Linked DNA regions of Mus musculus: all the other regions are linked to region 1. Evidence: chromatin contacts called from public HiChIP or PLAC-seq and Micro-C data. All regions are on one chromosome and are shown on one strand. The core of a region is the stretch at or near the end of the contact, and the rest is flanking DNA. Distances in the headings are between cores, read along the strand shown.

The links. Hi-C and Micro-C count contacts between places; a contact is called where the count stands out from the background. HiChIP or PLAC-seq counts read pairs in DNA pulled down with a chosen protein or histone mark.
Region 2: a Micro-C map of embryonic stem cells shows a contact between it and region 1, with 2.4 times the contacts expected there. The contact joins two enhancer-like sites. A contact is called at or near these places in 18 of 39 promoter capture datasets (the 3T3-L1 cell line, 3T3-L1-derived adipocytes, the HPC-7 cell line and 12 more), 47 of 484 Hi-C or Micro-C datasets (the 3T3-L1 cell line, the AML12 cell line, B cells and 29 more), 10 of 115 datasets of contacts at active chromatin or transcription factors (embryonic basal ganglia, embryonic forebrain, embryonic hindbrain and 5 more) and 2 of 9 other capture datasets (adipose tissue and embryonic stem cells).
Region 3: a contact with region 1 is called in an H3K27ac HiChIP or PLAC-seq map of embryonic stem cells, with 3 times the contacts expected there. The contact joins two enhancer-like sites. A contact is called at or near these places in 2 of 39 promoter capture datasets (embryonic stem cells and epiblast stem cells), 5 of 484 Hi-C or Micro-C datasets (bone marrow-derived macrophages, embryonic fibroblasts, group 2 innate lymphoid cells and 2 more), 9 of 115 datasets of contacts at active chromatin or transcription factors (bone marrow-derived macrophages, embryonic basal ganglia, embryonic forebrain and 2 more) and 2 of 9 other capture datasets (embryonic stem cells and pancreatic islet).

Annotation. Positions count from the first base shown.
Region 1 is chr12:71,812,297-71,815,703 of GRCm38.p6, reverse strand. No RefSeq gene overlaps it. Among named protein-coding and RNA genes, the nearest start is that of Daam1, 17 kb to the left of the region's middle. Within about 2 kb of position 1,648, at least 14 of the 459 cell types and tissues checked have an H3K27ac peak or open chromatin away from gene starts, as enhancers often do. A contact at or near this core is called in embryonic stem cells, where this site is marked.
Region 2 is chr12:72,051,797-72,055,203 of GRCm38.p6, reverse strand. No RefSeq gene overlaps it. Among named protein-coding and RNA genes, the nearest start is that of Gm40440, 13 kb to the right of the region's middle. Within about 2 kb of position 1,728, at least 12 of the 459 cell types and tissues checked have an H3K27ac peak or open chromatin away from gene starts, as enhancers often do. A contact at or near this core is called in embryonic stem cells, where this site is marked.
Region 3 is chr12:72,009,811-72,013,217 of GRCm38.p6, reverse strand. No RefSeq gene overlaps it. Among named protein-coding and RNA genes, the nearest start is that of Gm40440, 29 kb to the left of the region's middle. Within about 2 kb of position 1,652, at least 5 of the 459 cell types and tissues checked have an H3K27ac peak or open chromatin away from gene starts, as enhancers often do. A contact at or near this core is called in embryonic stem cells, where this site is marked.

The sequences.
Region 1 (3,407 bases), core at 399-2,898:
TACACTTCACTCGTTAGAACGTGACTGTCAGGTAGAAGTGTAAGATAAGCCGATGCCTGCCTGCTTCAAGACTTCTGAGTAGCCACATCTAAACCCGAGCAAAGGCAGTGAATGGGAAAATGGTTGGATAGCAGACACTAGGCTGAGGTTAGGAGCAAGGAGCTCTGGTACACCACAGCAGAGTGCTGACAGACAGTTATGTGCTGTGAGTCACAAAAGGCCAGAGGAAAGGATGTTCACCGTAAAGAAATTATGTAGAGGCTGGAGAGATGGCTCAGAGGGCAAAGAACTTGTCAAACAAGACTGACAACCTGGGTTTAATCTCCAGAACCCAGGGAGAGGTGGAAGGAGAGAACCAAGTCTACAAAACTGTCCTCTAATGTACCCACTCCATACACACATCATGAACACAATAAAGATTAAAATAAGGAACTTAAAAAATATATTTATTTATTATTATATGTAAGTACATTGTAGCTGTCTTCAGACACACCAGAAGAGGGAGTCAGATCTTGTTACAGATGGTTGTGAGCCACCATGTGTTTGCTGGGACTTGAACTCTGGACCTTCGGAAGAGCAGTCGGGTGCTCTTACCCACTAAGCCATCTCACCAGCCCAGGAACATTTTTAAAAGACAAGTGGTAATATGTATTCGAGGAGATACCACATAGCCTATACATACAGGGAACATTATGGGGTAGCCCATTAATGTGTAAAATGTTTATGTGCTTATAAATTAAAAGTTTTTTTTTGTTTTTTTGTTTTTTGTTTTTTGTTTGTTTGCTTTTAGCTGAGGTTGGGGCTAGAGAGATGGCTCAGCAGTTAAGAGTATCGGCTACTCCTGTGGAGTTTTTAAGTTCAGTTCTCAGGACCCATGTACCAGCTCAGACTGTCTGTAACTCCAGGTCCAGGGGATCCAACATCCTCTTCTAGGCACCACTGGTATTGGGTAGATTCATACTCTTATAGAGACACAGGAAAAGCACTCATGGCCATAAAATAGAAAGAAATAATAGCCTAAAAGCTAATATTGCAACTTATTTCTCTAGCCTCAGCAAATATCTAGAAAACAGGTCTGTGATTTTATTAAACTGATTTTGCCTTAAAATAGATATAATTAAAGTAAGCTAATAATTTAATTTGAAAAAGTACATACAGGAGAAATCAACTTTAATATATCTTGATTAACCATACACACGATATTATTTTAAAATACAATTTAAGAATTAGTCACTAGATAGTTTGTAAAGTCTTCAAAATCAGTATATATTTTACACATACCCCATGTCTCAGTCCAGACTAACCTTACTTAAGGTAGATCAATAAACTCTGTGGGGCCAGTATTCCCACGGGAAACACGGCTAACCTAGAACTGTCAACCCAGAGGGGACTCTGTGTCCTACAACTCAAACTTAATGGAGATTTGTGGTATTTCACTTCCTTGCTCCATTTCCACCTGCCATGGCCAGAAACCTGGAACAGACAGGAAGGGAACAGTTTCTTTACATTTAGAAAGGTTTGGGATTTCCAAGGATGATCAGGGAACCCTTGTATCATCTGAGGAATTTAGGGACCTGAGAGAAGTCCTTTGTCAAAAGCAGGCTTTCTTTGTGATGGATCTGAAGCATTCTTTGCATTCTGGGGAATTTGATTTATGTTCTGGCAAACAGCTCTGCTGTCCTTGCGAGGCCTGGGCCTGGCTGTTTGCGCTGTGTCCTCTGTAGTTTGGATTGAAAGGAATTCATCCTTCAGCCCACGCCACCTTTCTTATCTGGGACTACCTGAAATAATGCCCCTCGGAAGCATTTCCTTCTGCCTCTGGTCTCCTTTAAAGGGCCCCGGCTCTTCCTTGAGAGTGGAAGTGAGAACAATGGATTCCATCTCTCTGGTGTTTGGACTTTTTCAAAGCCGACTCACAGGCACCACACTCTGCAGTCGGCCAGGATTGGCACTTTCATGAGGAACTGACTGAAAACTGAAAAATCTCAGCGATCTGACCAGTCTCTGGCAAAGGTTTTCACATTTCAGTATGCAAAGGGATCTATGAGGGTGCCCAGAGCGGGGGCAGTTTTCAAAATTAATTAATTAATTATTTATATTTTTTTCCTGAGACAGGATCATGTTATGTAGATCATGCCATCTTGAACATGCATGTCCTGTTCGTCTGTTTGTTTGTTGTAAAATTAACGTTAGACGCATCTAGGAAGAGGAAACATCCGATTGGCGAGCTTGGTAGGCATTTTCTTGGTTAACGACTGATGTGGGAGGGGCCAGATCACTGCGAGCAGTGCCACTGGGCACCAGGGCAGGTGATCATGAGCCAGAAAGCAGCATCCCTCCATGGCCTCTGCGTCAGGTCCAGCCTCCAGGCTCCTGCTTTGAGTTCCTGCCCTATGTCCCTCAGTGATGGCTAGCTGTGAAGTGAAAAAAAACCTTTTTCCTCCACAATTGGTTTTTGGTTTGGTTTGGTTTGGTTTGGTTTGGTTTGGTTTGGTTTGGTTTGGTTATAGTCTCTGTCACAGCAGTAGAAACCTAACTGGACATTGTGCGTTCTGTGTAACACTGGCACCCTTAAACTTACATCTTTCTACCTTCTCAAGTGCTAGGCTTACAGGTGTTGCGCTGCCATGACCATAGGAAGAACAGATTTGTCTCCTCTTCCTCCTTCTCCTCCTCTTCCTCCTTCTCCTCCTCTTTCTCCTTCTCCTCCTCTTCCTCCTTCTCTTCTTCCTCCTTTTTCTCCTCTTCCTCTCCTCCTCTTTCTTCTTCCTCTTTCTCTTATCATCGTCGTCATCACCATCCTCATCCTCATTAGCCGCGGCGGCGGCAGTGTTATTATTATTAATTTTTTAAAGAAAGGGTCTCACTGTATAGCTCAGGCCGGCCTGGGATTCCCGTACTGATGAGTCTGCCCTTGAGCTCACAGAGCTCCGTCTGCCTCTGGCTCCTGAGTGGTGGGATGAAAAGTTTGTGCCACCACACCCGATATGGAAGTTTATTTTTAACAAGCTCGTCTGCCGCTTCTGAGCCGGGTGCCCTTCCCCCGCCCCCCCCCCTTACAGTTCAGAAACACTGGTGAGGGCTGGAACCCAGGTTCCCAGACCTTGAACTCATTGCTTTGTGCCTAGCCTTGCATTTTACCACGAGCTTGGGTTCGGTTTCTTTGGCTCGGTAGAGGGTTTGCCTGGACAACGTGAAATCCGGAGTGTCTGTTTGTGGGAAGGTTTTCTGGACACGTGTTTATAGAATGAGAGCAGTGTGGGCGCTAAATGGAAACACTGAGCACCACAAGAGGAGCAATTTGCTACTGACCTTTCTTGTCTACACACACTCAAGGTTTTAGGGTTTTTTGTTGTTATTCATTAACTTTATTTTTAATTGGTAAGGCTTCTTCTTCTTCTTCTTCT
Region 2 (3,407 bases), core at 479-2,978, 240 kb before region 1:
TTACTTTTGGAATCATTTATAAAATCTAGATAATAATCCTCTGACAAATACATAGGCCATAAAGATTTTCTCCCATTCTGGGGGTTGTCTCTTCAGCTGCTGATTGTTTTCTTGGCTTTTGCAAAAGGATTTTTTTTTACCAATAATTTATTATTTTTTATTCACTTTACATCCTGATCACACTCCCCCTCTCTCCTCTCCTCCCAATCCTACCCTTAAGAATCCTCACCACCACCACTACACCCTCCTCTTCTCCTCAGACATCCCTGGCATATCTAGTCCCAGGCAGTCCGGGTAGGCAGAAGGGCCTCCAGTAGCAGGGAAAGATTTTAATTTAATGCAATCCCATGTGTCAATTCTCGGAGTTATTTCCAAGTTTCTGCAATCCTTTCAGGATGCTCATCAACATCTATAGCTTAGTGGGTTTTCCCTGGTACGTTCAGCATTTTGGGTCTTACACTAAGGGCTTTGGCCCATTTTGCATTGATTTTTGTGTAGAATGAGAGGTGAGGACTTAGTTTCATTCTTATGTATGTGAATATCCAGTTCTCTCAAGACTGGTTGTTGAAGAGGCTGTATTTTTATCTTTTTGCCAAAATTTGGCAAGTTGTAACTATACGAGTTTAATTCTGGGTTTCTGTTGGATTTAATTAGTCTATGTGCCTGTTTTTGTGTCAGTACCTGTAGAAATAAATTAAACCAGGACAACCCTACAAGAATAACTATCATAAGAAATCTATAACCAGGCAGTGGTTCAAACCTTTAATCTCAACATTTGGGAGGCGAAGGCAGGCACATAAAAATTACAGTGATTTAAATTTAAAATCTACGTGCAAAAGTGACCAAGCCAGCTCAGTCATTCAACAGGGTCTCAAGGGAAGGAGTGAGGATCGAAAAGAAAAAGACAATTAGACAGCACTATAACCTGACTCCCGCCAGTGCTGAGGCTGAAGCGGGTTAATTTTCTTCCCAGTCGGCTTTCATATCATTCTAGGTACTTGCAGAGACTAGGGTCAGTTCTTAGATCAAAGACAAAGTAATCAAACAAGGCAAAGAACAAAGAGAACACACCAGATAGTAATCAAACAAAGCAATAAGCTAAGTCCCAGGAATCCCTGGTCTGGAGGTTTATGAGGATTACCAAGACAAAAGGAAGGTCGCTCATTCCTTGCCGGGACTTACCTTGATCCTTGCAGTGGCCCAAATGCAAATAATCCTGTCTGATCCTGCTTCCTCCGCCAGAGCCCGTGACAAGTACTTTCCAAATTTCTATACCAAAAGCTCTCCACACAAAAGTCAGCCAGAAATTCAAACTGAATGTCCTTTGTGATCTGAAAAGAAATACCCTTAAACCTTCAATTTATATATAAAGAGATAGGGGAATAGAGGTATATTTATCTACACAGACTAAGGTATATTTAGTTTCAAAGTTTCAAAATAATTATTTGACAGATAATTTTTTTTGTTGCCAAAACCATTTTGCCCTAGGACAGATATAAATGCCCCAAAAAGGAAGCCCTCGGAGTTAGGGTTGAGGCAGGACTTAGTTTTTATATTTTCCAGGAGAATAAAAGCATCCAACGAAGTTATCTAGAGACTACTGGACAGGCGAACCATCTAAAAAAAAAAAAAAAAAAGGATGGATCATCAAGAGAAAATGTCCCAAGAGTAAACTGGCCAAACGGTATCAGCCACCTTCAGCTCATCTCTGCTGCCCTCTACAGTCACAAATGGAAAATGATCTTTATTGGTCCCAAGTCAAATAAAAATTAAAGCTGGCTGTGGAGTTGGAGTGCGGCTCTCTCTTTCTTGAAAACCATGCTTGCTTGTTAAAGGAAAATGCAAAAATCTCCGTCTAATATCAGAAGAGCCACCTGGTATGGAACAGAGGAAAACAAAAAGTAAGAGACGATTCTACTATCACTAATCTCATAATCTTTTGGTTTTCATCTGGGTCTCTAAAACTTTTCTTAAGGTATAAATATTATCCCCCAAATCTACAAGATTATTATGTATACACAGACTTTGTTGTGATACCGTAGTAGTGAAGTAGTAGATAGTAGCCATACAGAGTACTAACTAATTCTACAAATAAGTATAAGACTCTGGCAAGACTTAGCTTACCAGGGACTCCCTAAGTGAATGACACAGAACCAGGAATCGATGTAAAAAGCAAGAGGAATTTTTTGTTCCAACATGTTGAGGTCGCCCTGCACATGGAGAGAGAGAACGACCATGCTCAGCCCGTCCTGCAAGCCTCTATACAGTTCTTAAGGCAGCAGCCATTAGGCACAATGTGATTGGTAGAACAGTGTGATTTTTAAACTGATTGATTGGTTATTAGGAAATGACGTAGGTGGCCAATGGTTGCAGAATGTGTCTAAGAGCTCTGGGCCTCCCCTACCCGCAGTGCTTGGTCCCTCCTCCCTGAGGTCAGAGGAATGTAATTAGCCCCTCCCTTCCGGACGGGAGGGGTGCCTATGACCTTTCTTTCCCAGGAGGGGAGGGGTCTGGTGGCATTTTCTAAAGTTCCTGAGCTGACCTCTTCATAAGCTCATCTAGCGTCCTGTACATGTTTCCAGGTTTGAGTCTGAAGCAGGTAACTAGGAGGTCCTCAAACCTTTTGGACACCTGCTGAATATGGCATTTAAAATGTTTAGACTTTCTACAATCAACTGTGACCCACCTGTGATCGTTGAGGTCTCCAAGAAGATAATAGGGCCCTGCAAGGATGAATCCGCCTGGATTGTGGTAACGCTAACCACTGAGAAAGACTGCCCCAGGAGGCTCCTGCTGCCAGGTTCTGTGAAGACAGTGAACATCTTTGGGTTTTGACTGCTGTGTTCTTCCTAGCTAGGATTGCCACTAAGCTGACAAACACCACCCAGAGATCAGCTTTGGTCTACACACTGCTCGGGACATTCAAATGGCACATGAGACTGACATGAACATTTTACAGAACCTTGACCTTAAAAACACTTAATCTTAAATCTGTCAAATAAAACCTAGCTGGACATTGTAGAAAGCCTGGTAGAAATAGCTTCATTGTTGTAAAGAGTTTTACTGTGTTAGAGTTAAAACCCTTTTTTATTTAGATAATAAGGGAGGACTTTCCTCCTCTGCTGATGTCCCAGTTCAAATCCCCTCTCTTACACTCTCTTTAAAAACCTCCCTCAAATTGAATGTCCCTTCCTTTCCACTTCCTGTGTGTCTCTCTATCCGACCTCCTGACTCCCTCTTACTCTCTGTAGTTTTGTCTTAAAAATCCTATGTTCACTTCCTGTCAATTAGTTGCTTACTCTGCCTCTTGACCTACGGTTGACTTTATTTAATCTTGCTTACAATATTTAAGCAGAAAAATCTTGGATTAAAGGTGTATGATAAGGCTGGGCCACACCACAACTAAA
Region 3 (3,407 bases), core at 403-2,902, 200 kb before region 1:
GTGTCTTTAATCCCATACCTGGGGTTAAAACAGATGGGTGGATCCTGAGGGTGTGTGTCTAGCGGAAATGGAGATCTCCAGGTTCAAAAAATTAAGGCGTAGAAGTGATTGTGGAACACATCTGACATTATCGAATTTTGGTCTCACATGCACCTACATGAGTGAGTGTATTCACAGCACACACACATACACACACACATATACACATACACACATGTACACACATAATACACATGCACACATTCACATATACACACATACACATGCACACACACGCATCTACATTTATACACATGTACATGCATACACACATGCGCATGCACACACACATATACACACATGTACACACACAATACATGTACATACACAATACACATACACACATGCACGCATGCACACATACACACATACACACATACACATACACACACACATGAGGGGATATAAAGGGCTTTAGACAAAACTGAACTGGCCTGGCACATTATGATAAAGATGCTCAATAATATATGAAAAGAAAAAGACACTAACAGAAGACACTGGGCAAGCCTCTAGTGTAGAGACTAGACTAGCAGGTTTGCTAGACTGCACCCTGTCCAAGGGACAAAGGACCTTAACTAAAGGCCCACCATGGAGCTGGCAAGGGTTCCTCCTTCAAATTCACCTCATTGTAAAAAAGTCCTGTTTGTTCTCCTTCTTTTGATTTTGTTGCTTTCTAATTAAATTGATTTTGTTTAGATTTATTCTTTTATGTTATATGTATGTTTTGCTGATGTGTGCGTATGCACACTACATGTGTGTCCAATGCCCTCTGAGTTCAGAAGATGGCATCAGATCCTCTGGAGTTACAGCTGTGATACACCATGAGAGGGTGCTAGAAACCAAATCTGAGACCCGTGAGAGAGCACCAAGAATTCTTAAACACGGAGCCATCTCTCCACCCCGTTTTCTAGTTTTTGAGGTAAACTGTTAGTTCTCTCTTATCCAGTTCTCTTTTTAAGAAACAGGCACGGACAAACGCACCCTTCACAGGAGTAAGTTCTGACCACATTCTTTGGGTACTGGAGATATTTTAACCCAGGGTCATCTTATATATTGTTATTTTGAAATGATCCAAATGACATAGCTACTGACAACCATGTCAATTACGCCAATTAAAAGTTTTGACTCCTTTATTTAATGGCCAGACCAAGAGAGTCTTTTGGAGCCCACGTTCAGGGTACAGTGTTTTCAAGCACACAGCTCTAACTACATCAGTGCACATGCGGGCAGGAAGGTATATTAGAGAGAGTTGCCTAGTAACGTCTGCTTTCTTGCAAGGCCAAGCAGAATCTTCCAGACCCTATAGAATGTCTAGACCATGGCCAAGGTCATGGACAGTTCTAGAAATGTCACCAAGGTGAATATGGCTGTTGGGAGTGAAAGGCCTGAGAAGAGCTGCCCAGCCCGGTGTGGCCCCGTTGGGGACAGAGTGACATAGTTCCTGTACCTAGGACAGGGCCCTGGTTTGAGCCCCCACAACTGTTAATGGCTGTTGTGGGCATAAGGCTTGTTTCTGTAATAATGTACATATTTCACATTCCTCAAAGGAATGCCCTCCCTGTTAACTTTAAAGACTCCATGACAATTAGAACCAGCAGGAGTCCAGGAGTCAAGGGTGTGGCTAATGTCTCAGCAAAACACTAGGTAAACACTAGGACCTTCAGGACAGCCCTTAAGGCTATGGGAAAGAGCTCTAGATACATGAGATCAATATATATATAAAACTTCTCAACTGTGCAAAATAGAAGGATGCGATATGAAATATTATGGTCTTCATGAATCTAAAGGAACAGAGGCTGCTATACTATGGTCCTACCCAACTAGTTTATTGTCTGTGCTTAACAAAGGCAGACAGATCTCAGAATTCTTTTGCAATGTTAAGAAAAAAATGTCGGGCTGGTGAGATGGCTCAGTGGGTAAGAGCACCCGACAGCTCTTCCAAAGGTCCTGAGTTCAAATCCCAGCAACCACATGGTGGCTCACAACCATCCGTAACAAAATCTGATGCCCTCTTCTGGAGTGTCTGAAGACAGTTACAGTATATATATATATATATATATATATATATATATATATATATATAGAGAGAGAGAGAGAGAGAGAGAGAGAGAGAGAGAGAGAGAGTCTGATTACAGTCTCGAAAGAATCAAAAGACTGTGGCCAGCAGTAACTGATTCAACGATAATCAAAAGGCAACCTGAAGCAAATGACTGGATTGATATGTAAAATAAGAGACTGGTCTTAGGAGCTGAGATGAGCTATCCAGAGATTTTCTTAGGAAAAAAAGAAAGAACTGTTTAGAAAATGGACTGACTCTCTCTCTCTCTCTCTCTCTCTCTCTCTCTCTCTCTCTCTCTCACACACACACACACACACACACGCGCGCACACACACACACACACACACAAGCAAGCAAGCAGGGCATAGACAGAGAGATCTCTTAGAATAACAAGCAGAACACAGGTCATCAGCTTGGACCCACAATGTGACTTCAAGTCCTTCTTTTTGCCACTCTCAGACATCCCTTCTCTCAGAATCCTTCTCGAGCCTAGGCTGGTCCTTGGCATGTGACCAGATGGGCAAAATAACATCAGGACATGATGGCAATTACCTTAGGCATTTCAGTTTTATAAATGCAAATGGCCAGATTTAGCAAATAAAACACAACCCCCCCCAGTTAAATTAGAATTTTGAGTAGATGGCGTGTAAAATTTTAAGAATGTGGTAAATGTTGCACATGAAACAGCCTGAAAAATGTTTCCTTTCTACCTGGAGTTAAAATTTAACAAAGACCATGTATAGCTGGGTGGGGTGGCTCAGTACCTAACGGTATTTACTGCCATGCTTTTCAAACAACCTGAGTTTGATCCCTGGAACCTATATGGTAGAAGGAGAGAGCTGACTTCAGCAAGTTGTCCTCTGACCTCCACAGGTGTACACACACATAAATAAATAAATAAATAAATAAATAAATAAATACTTAAGTCAATAAATGTAAAAATAACTTGAAGAACTAAACAAATATCTTATATTTTATCACCAATCCTATAAAAATAGATCTAAATGTAGTGAGAGGCCAGATCAACTCTACTTTGGGTTTAGGCTCCATCTTAGAGGACGTGGCCTGAGGTTAACCAACAAGCCTGCACCTAGCACTAGCCCTCAGGTCACTCCCTAACTACCACCAATCAGGAAGAAAGCAGAAGTTGCAATTGTATCTAAAGCTGTTTACTTATGAAAGTTTGTCTCTCAGCACCAACCAACCTTTTTAAAGGGCAGCAAATTCTGTAATAGCCTCCCCCCCCCCCCCCCACACACACACACACACACACACACACACACACACACACACACACACACACGCGTGC